2 separate regions of the Xenopus laevis genome follow, and region 2 is linked to region 1. A link is a contact called in public Hi-C data. All regions are on one chromosome and are shown on one strand. The core of a region is the stretch at or near the end of the contact, and the rest is flanking DNA. Distances in the headings are between cores, read along the strand shown. Region 1 holds the start of cdkl5.L (cyclin-dependent kinase-like 5). Region 2 has its middle 9.6 kb from the start of prdx4.L.

Region 1 (4,904 bases), core at 645-3,144:
AATATACGGTGATTTATTGAATAAAATCTAGGATTCCGTTCGCAGGAACAAAATGGAGCAGAGGGAAAATAGCTAAAAAATAATAATAAGCCCAAAACGAAAAATCAATCAATTTCAATCAATGTCATTTGTAGCCACAACCAGCCCATCTACTACTAGATTTCGTTTTTGTAGATCACTAGCCCTGGCATAGTAGGTAAACTCATCTTAAAACTATATCAGGTGGCTTAAAAACTGCCGAAAATAACTGCATGTACAAGAAACAGAAACAACAGATGAAACATGTATCTAACGTATAATAGGCATCATAGAAAAGAATGGTTTATTCCCTAGGCTTCTTTTTTATTCTTAGGAAATTGCTGTTCTTTACTCCATCCCCTGATAAAAGCGCCTCACATGCTGCTAAAGCGCAATGACGGGGAAGAAAACCCCCTATTATAAACAGTATAGACATAAGGACTTAATAGTGCTGCCCACCTAATGTACAATATGTCCTAACTGCAAGATGCCATCCAGCATTACTCATGCTACCCACCAGCGAGAGAGAAAGAAACAGCATCTTCCATGGTGTAAAAATAGGACACATCTCCAGCAACAGCCAGGTTGGCAAAATGGCAGTTTTTAGCTACCCTCACATTCCTGCACAATACAATAGAAATGCCTCTAAACTAAAAGCTTGTTGATATAAAGCAGTCAGATCAATAGAAATTATTAGTGAAGCCCCGTCTACCTTACCTATGGTATAGATGAATGGGGAGGGATGGTCTGAGGGAGACTAAGCCTTGTGCTCGCTATTAAATGCCAGTGTGTTTCAGATACAGCTGATAAGAAGGGCAGGGATACATAGGCAGCAGTGATTAGCATGGCAGCTTCATGATCTGATAGAGAATATGCAGAGGGATGCTCCCAGGTGCTCTGACTGCAGTAATACAGGGAAGGTAGAACTGGGGTTGGCAAGCTAGGGTGCAGGTTGGAGAATGAGGGGTCAATAGGCTTGGGTGCAGCTTGGAGAATGAGGGGTCAATAGGCTTGGGTGCAGCTTGGAGGATGGGGTGTCAATAGGCTTGGGTGCAGCTTGGAGAATGAGGGGTCAATAGGCTTGGGTGCAGCTTGGAGGATGAGGGGTCAATAGGCTTGGGTGCAGCTTGGAGGATGAGGGGTCAATAGGCTTGGGTGCAGCTTGGAGGATGAGGGGTCAATAGGCTTGGGTGCAGCTTGGAGGATGAGGGGTCAATAGGCTTGGTTGCAGCTTGGAGGATGAGGGGTCAATAGGCTTGGGTGAAGAGATAGTGTGTTTATAGGTTAGTGACCGGTGCTGCTTGTAAAGACCGGGTGTTAGTGGTCTGGGTGCTTCTCGGTGGTGGGCTCTAACAATTTTTGCAGCAATAAATAAGCAGGTGTTGGACAGGATCATTGGGGATGGAAGGGACAGGGCTGTCAGCTGATCTCTATAGACATCACCCTGTGGATGCTTTGGAAGTGCTGTTGGCTGGAGGGCTCTGCAGGAGGGCTGAGTATATATGACCAGGCTTCTGGCAATACAAGAAAGATGTGATGAGCTTCATTGGGTTCTACAGGGTGGGTGCTGATGGCAGAGCCAAGCTGCAGGGAAGAGAACAGTGGGTGAGTTGGAGAGGGGCACTGACATGCAACATGTATAGGGGGGGATCCTCAGGCCCAGGGGGCAGGGAAGCCCCACTCCTGTTGACTATACTGTCACTCACCTCCTCTCCTCCCTGCTCTGCCCGAGGATCTTCTCCCCACCTCCTCCTTCGCTTGCCTGATGCTGCTGCTGCTACTGCTGCTTTCCCTATCAGGCAGCAACTCAATACCAAAGGCAGGAGAGAAATAAAAAAACAGACCCATGCCCACTTCTGTCTTAACTCCGCCCTATCCATTGGCCCGCCCACAGTTTATGACAGCCCTCTGCACCAATACCTTCCCACTCCTTCCGCAACAGCCAGGTATCCACAGCAACAGAATGCCGGACCGCCGTGATTCCCAGCCACCAGTGATGACGCTCGCTCCGTGAGTGAACGCTTTGAGAGCCAATAGACAGGTTGGATTCTGAAGTGGTAAGGTGTGTTGCGCGTATGCGGAGAGATGGAAACAGCAGCCTTTCCCTGTCAGGCAGCAACGCAATAACAAAGGACGGAGAGATAGATAAAAAGAGAGAAGCACTGACATAATGTGTGCAGCAGCCTAGCTCTGTGTAAGGAGATGTGAGGCCACATATGACGGGAATGGATGCAGTTTGCAAACCCCGCCTCACAGCTACTTGACTGGCAGAGGGAGGAGGCGGGGCCAGAACATGTGCGCAAATTCACCAGCGTCGTTTCATTACTGCGCCGATTTACTAACGGAGGCAGGCGTAAATTCGCTAGCGAAGTGGACCTACTCTAGCGCTACTTCTCACCCTTACGCCAGACGAAGTTGTGCTCTGGCCAAACGGACGTACAGATGCAGCCACTTTGGTTTGTCTGTTTGACACAGAATAACTAAACACAGATATCCCATTTATCTCATTTAACACAGAAAACTGTGTCACAACAACCCATCTAATTAAAGCATTCACCATTGTGAACAATGGAGCTTTGGTATGCTAATGAAAAGGTTAAATGCATTAAATGAGTTAAGATGACTTAAGATAACACAGTTTCTTCAATTACCCCTGAGTCATGACGCATTTAACTCACAAATCCAAGTGGCTTCATCTGTAATTACGCTAATTCACTAAGTTGCGCATTTTACTGAACGTTACCTCTTGCGCCAGACTTGCCTTCGCCACCTCAGACCAGTAGGTAGGAGGTAGAGTAGATAGGGATTGCTTCAAAAAAAAGTTGACATTTTTACTATGTCCAAAAAAACACTGGCGTCTTTTACTTTTTTAAGGGTGATAGGCTGAAAAAGATCGTAAATTTTTTTGGGTGTACCCTCCTTCCCCCCTACATTTCCTAACATATGGCACCTAAACTATACAGTGGGCACATGTGTAGGGCAAAATAACAACTCTATTTTATCTTATGAAGATTTCTCTGGCTTGTGTAGTGTAATGTATTTGCTGCTACAATATACGTCCATTGTACTTTAACTTGGCGCTGTATGCAAATTAGGCATCGCTAGCGTAACTTCGCTTTGCTTGACAAATTAACTTCGCTACCGTTCGCCTCCCTGAGTGCAACTTTGCATTTTAGTGAATTTGTGTAGCGCTGGCGAAACTACGCCTGGCGAAGTGCGGAGAAGCTGTCGCTGGCGCAACTTCGGATCTTAGTGAATTTGCCCCTGAGTGTTCCTGACAGGTTGGGCTGAAATGTACAGCCCATCTGACTTGCCCCCTTAACACATAGCAGCCGTATAACAGCCGTATAACAGCCTGCAGCTTCATGTGAGGCAGCAAAGAGAGAGAGAGTAGCTGCTGGGTCTCCGCTCCTCCTGCTCCCTTCAGCAACAATTTAGTAAAGAGAGGAGGAGCAGCATGAACAGTCCGGTGCTTCAGCAGCCACAGAGCTCAAGAAGGGAGAGAACTGACAGAGGGAAAGCTCAGGCAGGGAGAGCTCAGGGAAGGAGAACACAGGCAGACACTGCAGCAAGCAGGGTCTTCAAACTCTCCACAGGAAAAGTGTTTTTTTCAGAGAGGTGATGAATTCACTTTAAGGTGGCCATAGATGTGCAGATTTACCTTCACATCAGACGAACGATCGTTCGGTGGCATCTCCCGACCTGCCACTAACCATTCAGATCAAATAAAGTAGTAAAAGAACAGATCAGCCAATGTTCTGCCCCTGACAGCAATCGTACGAAAGTTATGATATGATATGTTACGATATCGTCAGATCGGCAAAACATGCAGAGATATTATCGGTACTCTCCACACATGGCCTGAAAATCGTACGAAACGGAGATTCATGTGATCGGATCTTTGTGTCTATGGCCAGCTTTAGGCAGAAGCCAGACTTAAGATGGCCATAGATGTAAAGATTTTTAAAAGATCTTTTCATTATCGTGAGACCACGATTATCTCGAAACAATCGTTTAAATGTACTATTTGTCCATCAACTAAAAAGACCATTTCAAGTGATATTGCCAGGAAAACTGAGGGTAGCTGCCTGTTTGGCCCAGCAAACAAAGATTGCACTGGGACCGAATAATTTTTTTTAACCTGGCCGATCAATTCTCTGACAGATGTCGGCCGAAAATTGTAAGATGCACGATCGTTCGATTCCCACTAACCTCGGATCGGTTGGATTGCACTGAAATCGATCGTTCACCAACAAAAGATCTTTGCGTCTATGGGGACCTTTAAAGTGGGGACAGAAGGTTGCGAACTTGTGAATGTGAATAACAACCCCAGCACCCACAGGTTGCACAACTCCAGAAAAACCTAACACCTGCTTTGCCTATAATGACAATGTATATGTCAGGGTGCGTGTCACTTTAAACGCAAATGCTCCCATTGCACAGGAAACCACCCTGCTGTTTGTCGCACTAAAACATTTAACACAAACAGCAAAGGGTGGAAAAAAGACAAGAATGACAGTGAAGTTGTCAAAAATGCTGCCCTAGATGAACTTATATCCAAACAAGCTGACGGTGGAGCTAGTTATTCCAGCTTCCAGGTCCTATTTCAGTTGAATGTGTCAAACCTTCATTACTTGTCTCTGATAATCTAATTAACACCAGCAAGTAGTCATGGGTAACATTTACTGAGTTCCATATGAATAGTTTAAAGCAGTGATCCCCAACCAGTAGCTCGTGAGCAACATGTTGCTCTCCAACCCCTTGGATGTTGCTCCCAGTGGCCTCAAAGCAGGAGCTTATTTTTGAATTTCTGTGTTGGGAGAAAGTTTTAGTTGCATAAAAACAAGGTACACTGCCAAACATAGCCTTAATGTAGGTTGACAATC
Region 2 (4,904 bases), core at 665-3,164, 190 kb before region 1:
GCAGCGGCTTTCTGTTTGTTTGTGGGTTTTTCTGTTCGAAGTTTAGTCTTCAACAAGTGAAATGCAGCTCAATTGGGTTCAGATCAGGTTACTGACTTGGCACATTCAAGAATATTCGACTTCTTTACTTTAATAAACTCCTGAGTTGCTTTGGCTGTATGTTTTGGGTCATTATGAAATGCCTCCCAATCAATTGGACTGGATTTAGCTGGATTTGAGCAGACAGTATGTCTCTGAACACATCAGAATTAATTCGGCTGCTTCTGTCCTGTGTCACATCATGGATAAACACTAGTGTCCCAGTGCCACTGGCAGCCATGCACGCCCAAGCCATCACACTGCCTCCGCCATGTTTTATAGATGATGTGGTATGCTTTGGATCATGAGCAGTTCCACGCCTTCTCCATACTTTTTTCTTGTCATCATTCTGGTAGAAGTCTATCTTGTCTCTGTCCAAAGAATGTTTTTCCAGAACTGTGTTGGCTTTTTTAGATGTGTTTTAGCAAAGTCCAATCTAGCCTTTGAATTCTTGATACTTATGAGTATGCAGTGCACCCTCTGTATTTACTTTCATGCAGTCTTCTCTTTATGGTAGACTTGGATATCGATACACCTACCTCCTGGAGAGTGTTGTTCACTTGTTTGGCTGTTGTGAAGGGGTTTCTCTTCACCATGGAAATGATTCTGCGATCATCCACCACTGAATCTTCCGTGGACGTCGAGTGCTTTCTTACTTTCTCAGGATTTACCAAACTAGATATTGCCACTCCTAAAATTGTAGCAATTTCTCGGATGAGTTTTTCTGTTTATGCAGCTTAAGGATGGCTTGTTTCACCTGCATGGAGAGTTTCTTTGACCGCATGTTGTCTAAAATCTTCCACATACAAGCCCTCCCCTTCAAATTTACTGCAGGGCTTTTATCTGCTTCATTGATAATGACATAACAAATGGATTGCCCACACCTGCCCATGAAATAGCCTTTGAGTCAATTGTCCAATTGAAATGAAGTGATTGTGTTAAAAGAAGGCTTTAGTTTCTCACATTTTTGTGCAATCTTTTTGTTCAACCCACTGAATTAAAGCTGAAAGTCTGCAGTTCAACTGCATCTGAGTTGTTTCATTTAAAATTCATTGTGGTAATGTACAGAACCAAAATTAGAAAAAAGTTGTCTCTGTCCAAAGATTTATGGACCTAACTGTATGTATAGAAACTATTTTTATGTGGGTTTTTCATTGTGCACAAAAAAAGGGAATAGTTAGGAAATATGTATAATGTGCAGTACATTTCACCTACTTCCTAACTATACAGTAATGTACTACCACTGGGGGGCATTAAAATAGGATGTATGGAGGCTGCACAGTACTGGAGCACTTTAGGAGGAGTGAATATGCTGTGTGTACAGTGCTGAGACAAGGTATTTATATATGAATGACCATATTTACAGTATAAAGTGCTACTAGGATAAAGGATACTAGGATAAAGGACCACCATCAGGGGAGCACAGGGGGTATTGCTGTAAGGGGCGTAGTGGCAGAGGGGGAGCCTAAGAGATGTAACAGTGTAATTTGTGGGTCATAAATGGGTGGGGGTTGTGGAAGGTGGGACATATAATCTCTATAAAGAGCTGCATAAACGTGTCTGTGCTATACAATTAGCAGATAAGAACATATTTCATATAATGCATAGTTTTTAGTACTGTAACATGGAGGGCCTGAATAGAATTCAGTGATATGTAGGAATGTTGTTATGAATCTGTGACTACTTCCTGTACATCCTGTGCACTTCCTGGAATACAGCAATATCAGTGAGGACTGAGGCCTCAGACACAGCGACGTTACCCACATTTACTCTCACCTGCCCGGAAACTCCAACGGCTCTGCGTAAAGAAATTCATTCTCAGCATATTTGGATTCAAATCAGAGATCACGCTCGCTGCTGCAGAATATCCTCTTCTCACTTGAGATCACTAGATGGTGCTGCTTCTCCTAACACACTATAACCTGACTATTGCTGCCTTATACAAGCCCATCGGTTTGATTGTACAGGTATGGGACCTGTTATCTAGAATGCTCGGGACCTGTGGTTTTCCCAATAGGGGATCTTTCCGTAATTTGGATCTCCATACTTTAAGGCTACTAAAAAAAAATAATTTAAACAATATTCTTCTGTATACAGTGAAAACTCAATTTTAAGATGGGTGAATTTTTTCGCCTCGGAAATGACGCCCATATACTTGTATGGCGTTGTGCGTCATTTCGCCGCCGGCAAATTTTTGACGAAACGGGTCAAATTCGCCCATCCCTAACCTTGACTTTAAGTTTTCCCGTATTATACATTTTTTCATTTGTGGTCCCACCAATTTATAATGCATTTCCCTGATTTTAATTAATGTTTCCCCAGATTGTATGACAAAATGTTGTCCTGGTGTTCCCAAAAACTGCTTTTTTTTCTGCTATGAATGTTATTATTTGTGAAATAAATAGGTTTAAAATATTAACCAGATATATAATTTGCCATGGTTCTGCCTGTAAATGGTGAATTCCAATAAGTCTGCCCTTATACAGTCCTGCACCAATCACTTATTGCTTTAGGTTGTGTATGTGACTGACAGAGAGTCTTGCACATGCCACCCTTGTTATTAACACAGTAAATATTGTATCTCAAAGTAAAACAGACTCATTTGCTTATATCCTTTCAGTACTTGAAGAAAACGTTACTTTAACACATTTCTGATTTTACATTTTTTCCTGGTCCCCTGAAAAACATAAAATGGGGTTCTACTGTATATCTCATCACAGATAACCCACTAATTGTTATAAACAATTGCATTACATAATGTTTTTATCTAATTATAACAGTGCAAATATACAGGTATGGGACCTGTTATCCAGAATGCTCGGGACCTGGGGTTTTCTGGATAACGGATCTTTGCGTAATTTGGGTCTTCATGCCTTAAGTCTACTAGAAATGTGTTTAAACATGAAATAAACCCAATAGGCTGGTTTTGCTTCCAATAAGGATTAATTATATCTTAGTTGGGATCAAGTACAAGGTACTGTTTTATTATTAAAAAATTTGGATTATTTGAATAAAATGGAGTCTATGGGAGATGAGCTTTGTGTAATTCAGAGCTTTCTGGATAACGGATCCAATACCTCTACAGCATTACATTTTTATTTCCTATATTATTTAGTATTTTTTTTAGTAAAGTATACCTTGTATAATTGTATTTGTACCATTAAACTTTGCCCTATTTATAGAACTTCATTTTATGGGGGAGATTTCACACTATGTGGGCACATGCCACAAAATGATCTGATATCCATGGACATTAAGCAGTTTGGACCCATTACTTGTGCCTGGGTTTGACAGATGGATTTACTATGGGTTGTGCAGGCCCTTTGTATTCAAGGTTTGCTTCTATCCCAATGCACATTTTGATGTGGGGGATTGGCTGGCCAAGTTTTCCAGGTTGGATGGTCCATTCTGCTGTGCACAAGAGTTTGATCATTAAAAATACTTGTTTTTCTGCCTTCCGCTCACATAATTATCATAGAACAGCAGATTATAAAGTCATGTAACAGTTGTTCTTTTCTTACTAATAAACCTTTCTTTTTAATGTGCACCGTTGGAGTCCATACAGCCCTGACATTCTAGAAGAATATTGTTCATTACTGCCATCCCAGTGCATTGATTGATAGCTCTGCTGCCAGGTCTTTGACAGATCCAGAGCAGCCCCTGCAAATCTGGCTCTTCAGCAATTCCCACCTGAGGAAGGCAAGTGCTGAAAAGTAGGCTACGAAACCAAGAGAAATGGTCAATGCAGTTCATTAATCCTTAAGGATACTTTCCAAGGACATATATTTCTTTTAATAACCAGCAAAATAATAAATAATAATAATAAAACAGTACCTTGTACTTGATCCAAACTAAGATATAATTAATCCTTATTGGAAGAAGAACCAGTTCATTGAGTTTATTTAATATTTAAATGACTTTTAAGTAGACTTAAGATATAGAGATACAAATTATATAAATACTCTTTATTCCAGGAAAAACCTGAGCATTCTGGATAACACGTTCCATACTTGTATGAATAAAACCGAAACCTCACACAAGGAAAGTGACCCCAATAGCATTTTCAGTGGCAGGACAGAAAAACAAGAAGAACAAAAAGGCTAAAAATAGAAGCATAATGAAGATCAAATAAAGAGTTGCTTAGAATATGTTCATCTCAGTGTTGTGACAGATATTGCTCAGAAAATGTATAGTACATGATAACTCCTATTGGCTAATTTATACTATACTATTGAAGTATAAAATATGAGCTTTCAGTTGCTGATTAGTTCTCTGCTTCAGCCATAGTACAGGGAACCAGAAAGTTTACTAGAAAATCATGTAAACATTAAATAAACCCAATAGGCTGATTTATATATATATATATATATGTGTGTGTGTGTATATATATATATATGTATATATATATATATATATACTTCCAGAGTCTGGGAGGGTAGAGGGAAGTGTCATTACCAAGGGACATCAGTGTGCACAAGAATAGGAGCAGTAACAACTCATGGAATTATACAGAAATCCATAATAAACATAGTGGGACAGGTTAAGTCACCAAAAATATACACTTGTATAATAAAAAAAATAATTTTGCATCAAAGTTGGAAAAAACTCCAAAAAGCTTCCACTTATTATTATAAAACTTCCATTTACAAGGGAAATTTCACATTCTCTCTCACTCTCTTCTCTCTATATATATTTCTTTAACCAAAATATAGCTGAAATGAACGTCACCATCTCAAATACAGTTATTTTCTATGGGAAGAGGAAGTATGTCTGGCTGGCTGGCAAAATGAAGAAGAAATCATTGATATATTAATATTTTAACGGGA

What was found. Hi-C and Micro-C count contacts between places; a contact is called where the count stands out from the background.
Region 2: a contact with region 1 is called in a Hi-C map of the XL177 cell line, with 6 times the contacts expected there. A contact is called at or near these places in 2 of 4 Hi-C or Micro-C datasets (the XL177 cell line and the XTC cell line).

Annotation. Positions count from the first base shown.
Region 1 is chr2L:41,276,564-41,281,467 of Xenopus_laevis_v10.1, reverse strand. cdkl5.L (cyclin-dependent kinase-like 5) reads right to left here and starts at 1,894. Exons shown (of 19, transcript XM_041581756.1): 1 at 1,725-1,894.
Region 2 is chr2L:41,471,166-41,476,069 of Xenopus_laevis_v10.1, reverse strand. No RefSeq gene overlaps it. Among protein-coding and RNA genes, the nearest start is that of prdx4.L, 9.6 kb to the left of the region's middle.